2 separate regions of the Mus musculus genome follow, and region 2 is linked to region 1. A link is a contact called in public promoter capture Hi-C data. All regions are on one chromosome and are shown on one strand. The core of a region is the stretch at or near the end of the contact, and the rest is flanking DNA. Distances in the headings are between cores, read along the strand shown.

The links. Promoter capture Hi-C pulls out the DNA fragments that hold promoters and counts their contacts.
Region 2: a promoter capture Hi-C map of liver shows a contact between it and region 1, with 5 times the contacts expected there. The contact joins the promoter of Zmym5 here to the promoter of Cdh24 in region 1. A contact is called at or near these places in 4 of 39 promoter capture datasets (hippocampal neurons, liver and pre-B cells).

What each region holds. Positions count from the first base shown.
Region 1 is chr14:54,639,690-54,642,763 of GRCm38.p6, reverse strand. It overlaps Cdh24 (cadherin-like 24), which reads left to right and starts at 1,400. Exons shown (of 12, transcript NM_199470.2): 1 at 1,400-1,543. It overlaps Acin1 (apoptotic chromatin condensation inducer 1), which reads left to right. Exons shown (of 19, transcript NM_023190.3): 19 at 1-603. The coding sequence ends at 36.
Region 2 is chr14:56,809,957-56,813,030 of GRCm38.p6, reverse strand. It overlaps Zmym5 (zinc finger, MYM-type 5), which reads left to right and starts at 1,567. Exons shown (of 8, transcript NM_001253753.1): 1 at 1,567-1,697; 2 at 2,172-2,291. It overlaps 2410022M11Rik (RIKEN cDNA 2410022M11 gene), which reads right to left and starts at 1,042. Exons shown (of 1, transcript NR_152252.1): 1 at 1-1,042.

The DNA.
Region 1 (3,074 bases), core at 151-2,650:
AGCACACCTGTACGGGACCGGGGTGGGCGCCGCTAGCCAAGAAAACACTAGAGAGCTGCAGGTACCTGCCACTTGGTCCTGGGAGGTCAAAGGCCACAGAGGGATAGGTACAGTCACCACCACCCTGGAACCAAGGGTCTCACACCATTGCTCAGTGCTGAACTATAACTGCCACACGTCCCCTCATATCAAATGGAGCAGTGGCAATCTCCCTGTTCCCCAACCTAACTCTTGGAACTTGGCCCTCTCCTTTCTTCCTGTTAAGTCTGAGAGGGAAGAGCTAGGCTATGAAGGGAAGATGTGGCCGTACGTGGGAATAACCAGTGTCCCACGCTCATTTTCCCTCCATCCTGCGTTCCGCCTCCCTTGGTACTCAGCCTTTTGGGGACAGCTGGGGCCAGGACTGGGTCACCTATGAGCTGAATCAGCCTCTCCTGAGTCCCAGGCCCCTGCAGTCCCCTGTTCTCTGGCCTGCAGTCTCTTGCCCGCTGGTTCCACTTTATAGCCACCTTTTCCTTTTGTTCAATTTTTATTTTTATTTTTTTTATTATTAAATGATGTGGTCTATGGAAAAATAAAAATCTGACTTAGTTTTGACTAGCATTTGAGTGCCTTTCCTTGGGAAGAGTTTGGGTGAAAGGGGAAGGTGAATGGCTGTGACGGTGGGCATCTGCGTTCTTCTGGGGCAGCGGCCTTCCTCGGGAACCTTCATCCCCACTTTGTCTCTAATCAGTCCAAAGCTGTATGTCTTTTTACTCTGGGAAATAGGGTGGCCTGTTTCTTTTGCAGTACCCCAACAGCCGGCAGGGTCGGCCTCCCGGTCCCCCTGCACAATTAGGCATTTGGTCGCCCTTCAAGGTGCTTCCCACAACTGCCACCAGGGGGTGCACACACTCTTTAGATCTTGCAAAGAGCTTCCCCAAAAAAGGTTCTCACTGCCCACCGTTATCTTTCCCCTGTCCCTGGCGAGCTCCCTAGACTCCTGCTTCCCCTGCCATCCTGAAGTTCACCCTAGCTGACTGAACTCGCCGTCGTGACCCGCACAAGGTCCTGAGTCGGTAGCCTCGCAGCCGCACCCGAATCCAGAACGTGAAGCCGGGTCTCCCGCAGTGCTCTCCCAGCGCCCCGCCTCACGGTGTGCCTCCGCAGGTGCTGTGCTGGCCGATCGTGTTGAGTCTCCTCCGCCAGGCCCTGGGAATAATAGCCTAGCCGTGCTACCCCTGTACCTTGCCGTGCTGCGGGCTGGCCCGGGAGGGGCCCCGCATCTGTATGCGCCCAGCAGCCCGGGAGCCGCGGGGGCGGGGACTGGCTGGGGAGGGTCGGAGGCAGGGCTCTCCTCTCCCGCGCGAGCCGCCTCTCCTCGGCAGGCGGAGCCTCCTTCCCCCGCCCCCTCCGTCTCGCTCCCTTGTTCTCGCCGGGGCCGCTCAGACCTGCAGCGGAGCCGCGGCGCCGGCTTGGATCGGCTTGGGGCTGTGCCCCCGGGAGCCAGCGACGGAGGCGGGCGGGGCGCTGTTCGCGGTCCCGGGCCCCTCGGTAGTGCCAGGTAAGGGCGCCTGCCCGGGTCGGGAATCCTCGCGGGGGCAGCGGGGGGTCCGCAGCTTGCGGTGCGCTCTGGCTGAGAGCCGTGCCGGCTCGGTTCTCCCGCGCTCTGCTCTCTCCCATCTCACACACCTCTCTCCCTTTGCCTCCCGATTTTTCTTCACCCTTCCGCCTCTCTGCCCCTTCTCTCTCCCTCTTGCCCTGTCTCTTCCCACCTCTTCTGCCTTTTTCTTCCTTTACCTTTCTCCTCTTTTCCCGCTCTCCTTTCCTCTCTCTCATTACCTCCCTCTCCTTTCCTCTCCTCTCCTCGTTCCCTCCTGCTATCCTGTTTCCCCACTCCTCCGTTTCCTTCCTTCTCTCCTCTTCGTCCCGCCTACCTCTCTGGTCCCCTGCTGCCCTCTGGCTTCTTTTCTCTGGGGAGCAAACGGCCTGTCAGGTGTGTGTCTGCTCTGGGGAAGGAGGAGGGGCACAGCTACCTGACCATGGGCCCCTTCAGGAGGAGGGAGAGAAATGGGAAGGGTCCTCTCTCTCCACCTCCTTTCCCGCAGCCCCTCCCTACCTCTACTGCTCCTAGTAGCTTACTCTACCAGAATGAAGTTCCGAGGCCTGATCTCACACACACACACACATACACACACACACAGAGAGAGAGAGAGAGAGAGAGAGAGAGAGAGAGAGAGAGAGAGAGAGAGAGAGAGAGAGAGAGAGAGAGAGAGAGAGAGAGAGAGAGAGAAAGGTTCACCTGCCCCTACCAGTTCCCAAGCCTGGTACCCAGGACTCCTCTCTGCCTTTCAGACACTCAGGCTGCTTCCCTGATGTCTTTGCTTTTCTCTCTTGCTGCCCTTCTCTCTCCGTGGTCTGTCTGTTTCTCATCTGGTCTTCCCCATCTGCCAGACCCTCCCAGATTCTTGGCCCCAAGCCTTCAATCACGCTGTCTCTGGCCCCTGGGTCAGCCTCCACTTCACCTCTCTTGGTCCCCCTGCACTGCCTGCAGCCCTGTTCCCAATTCTTCCAGATGTAGCCCCACTCTGTTCCCTTAGACCAATTCCCCTTAAAGACCGAGACTGGCAGAATGGGCTGGAGACAGTCTGGAGACGTGGGGTTCCTCAGGGGCAGGGGAGGCTTTCCTGAGTCCAGCCCGACTCAAGCTGCACTCACTCCTTGTCTTTGAGCCTGACCCTCTGGATAAGGAAGGCTGTGTGTTGATGAATACCAACCTCTCAGTTTTAAGCCCTTTCTGTCGGTCCATCTACCTTTTCTAGTCCCCTAGCTGTGTGCCCAGGCTAGAAAAGGAACAAGATTTGAAATTCCAAGTCCCTTCAGCATTCTCCTCTCCTTTTCCCTGACAGCTTTCCAGAGTTGGCCGACCTGAGATTTATGGGCTTGGAGGGGCTGGAGGTGGATCCAGGCAGAGCCTGGGAGGAAGGCTCAGGCTGTCTGTCTTGGACTGGGTTCTGGGCAGTGGGGTGTCTGGTTTCTTAGAGAGCTGGGCTTCGGTATCTAATTCGGGAGAAGAGTACGATTCAGGCTTTCCT
Region 2 (3,074 bases), core at 318-2,817, 2.2 Mb before region 1:
CTGCAAGTGTTGGAACTAAAAGCATGCGCCACCAAGTCCAGTTAAGAGTCATATATTTTCACATATTATGTAACAAGAACCTCAATCCAACCTAAAAGCATCAGTTGTAATCCCGCTAACAAACACCAGGGCGAGGTGCATTTCTTAGGTTACAGGGAGTCCTGGAAATCCGGCACCAAGTCTTCTGCCAAAGACATGGGTATAGACGAGGAACAAAAGACCCTCGTGCCGCCCTCCAGCGGCTCCGCTCCGAATGCGTCCGGTGGGACTCCCATTAGAGGGTCACTGCCCACGGAGCCAGGATGAAGCGAAGGGCACGCGATGGCCCGAGGCCCGGCAAACGTGGAGGACAGGCGCCGGGCAGGCCGGAGAGCGCGTGCTCGGCCAGGCACCGACGGCCAAGGCCAGACAGCCCAGGTCCCAGGGGCGCGAGCCCGCTAAGGGAGCCCGGGGCTCCATCTTGCCCGGCGGCAGTCTGGGGTCACCACTGTCCTGTGGCCCCGCCGCAATCTCGGCGCGCAAACTCTTGGCGGCCGAGGACAAGGCCTATGGTAGAGCGCGATCGGACTCGTTCCGGGCCAAGTTTCTCGTCCCCACGGGTTCGGTTCTGATGGGCCCCAAGTTCTCCCAACAGATCCCACAAAATGGAGGCCGACGTCTCCTCCCGCCGCAGCCATGGCGGAGGTGGGACACCCTTCCCACGGGCCAGGCAAGGTGGAAGCGCCTGCACGGCCGCCAGCGCACCAGTCCCCTTGCGGCCGCGGCCGGGCTCGCCCCCTCGGTCCGCCGCAGGCATTGCCGGGCTCGCCAGTCGCCGGGGTCTTGGGGGCCTGGACAGGGAGGACGCCGGGACATCGAGGCCGCGTCTCTCCTCGAGCAGAGTCGCAAAGGGCCGTGGCGACCGTCTGGAGGCCGAGACCCAGTGTCCCGATCCCGGGCCCACCGGAAGCCTCGACGAATATCGCCCGCCCCCAGGGCCGAAGCGCGAGCCGAACTGCGGGCAGCGCCACTCGGGCTCCTGACCCGGGCAGACCCCGCGAGTGGGGGCGGGGCGGGGGCACGGAGGGAGGGCGGAAGAGAGGGAGGGCCGGCCCAGCCCGGGGCTGGCGGCGGGGGGGGGGGGGGGGGGGGCCGGCAGGCCCGAGGGCGTGGCCCAGGTCTGACGGACAGCCGCCGTGACTACCTCACCGAGGAGGGTCCTGAAAGAAGGCCGACTGGGCCAATGGAGCCTGCCCGAGGCATTCCGTGCCGCCCACGCCATCAGCCAATGAGCGTGCGGAGGGCGGGGCCTCCCCGGGCCCCGCCGTGCCACCGCCTCCTCTGCCTCCTCCTCACCAGCGCTAAAGCCGGGACTGGACCGAGCGGAGTTGTGCGTGTCGCCGAAGGGGGGTGGGCCGGGGGAGGGGAGGTTCGTTCCGCGGAGCTGCAGCCAGAACCCGGTGAGGCTTCTCCCCGCCGTCTTTCCTGTCGAGGGCCGCGGAGAGTGGGGGTGGCTGGGAGCAGCGCAGCCTCGGGAGGAGGAGGCGGAGGCGGGGGCGACTGGGGAGGCGGAGATGGGTGAGGGCAGCGTCGGGAGCCTCCCACCGAGCCGGGCTTAACAGCCCGCGGCGGCCGGTGTCGCGGCTGCTGCGTCGGGGCCTGAGGGTGCGCTGGGGGCCGCGCTGATGTCCAGGGCGGCTTCGCGTGCGGCCGGAGGGGTGAGGGAGCGCGGGCGCGGCAGGGCTGGCTGGGTGAGGCGGCCGCGGGGCGGGGAGCGCGAGAGCCTCCGGGTGCGGGCGGCAGCGGCCGGAGGTCGAAGAGTGTTTTCCTTTCTGTGCTGCGAGCGGGCGGGCGGGTCGGGGAGGGGCCCTTTGGCCCTCCCGCCCGGGGGCCGCACTCCCACCCTGTCTGTTCAACCGACACCCCAAGTTTTCCGTGTTAAGGGGCGTCCTCTTACGTCCCGCGGCGTTTTCTCTCTCTCTCTTTTTTTTTTTTTTTGGGTCGGTCTGTCGCAGCTTTTAATCTTATTTGAGCCAGTTTCTAATGGCTGACCTGGTGCCTGTCGCGGGCTACTGAGGAGTTAGGCCCTAATCAAGTGCTTGCGGCAAATGGGACCCAATTGTTGAACCTCTCCCGGGTCGGATTTGTACTTGAGTGGTAACTACTTAGGAGAAATGTGAATCCCTTTCTAGATTCGAGGACGCGTTTACTCTTCGACTCAGCTGCGCGCTCTACTCATAATTCTGAAACTGGAAAGAACATATGAGCTTGGCCTGCTGTCGTTTAGTTGATCTATTGTTTATTTGGAGAAGGTTGGTAGAACAGCTTGGGAATAACTTCACCTTGACTTATTTATTTCCTTTGGCGTTCAGGGTTTGGTGCTACCTCGGAGCTGTTGATGTTCACTGTATGTATGTGTTTTGGGTGTTTGTTTGTAAATTTCTTTTTATACTAGGATCTTCAAGCTACTTTGGTGAAGGATTTGACAGGAATAAGGAAAACATCTCCATTGTGAGTCATTTTGCGTAGCTTTCCTGCTTAAACCACTAGGATAGACTTTTCTATTTTGTCGAAGTGAAGAGTTGCTGCCTGAGTGATTTCTGCTGAGAAAGCCAAGCCAGTGTGATCTGTAGTGTGTTAGTGGGTACTACTAACATGGCTGTCTTCTCAGATTCCTAAATAAGACTATGTTCTTAGTCATAAGATGCTGTGCACTTAACATTTTTGTGTTCCTTTCTAGGAGATTTCTTTAATTTCTTGTATTTTTAAACCACTAAGCAGTTATTTATTTTTGAAAAAGCTTGTTTGTTTGTTTGTTTAAAATGTTTTCACCATTGCTCTCTTCAGACACACCAGAAGAGGGCATCAGACCCCATTATAGATGGTTGGGAGCCACTATGTGGTTGCTGGGATTGAACTCAGGACCTCTAGAAGAGTAGTCAGTGCTCTTAACCACTGAGCCATCTCTTCAGCCCACACTAAACAGTTATTTTAAATAAAGATTAAATATTTTTAAAAATTACTGACATGTTTTAAGATGGAGGACAAACGAATTACAAGGGTTTTTTGTTTTTCAGTTTTAAAAAGATTATATG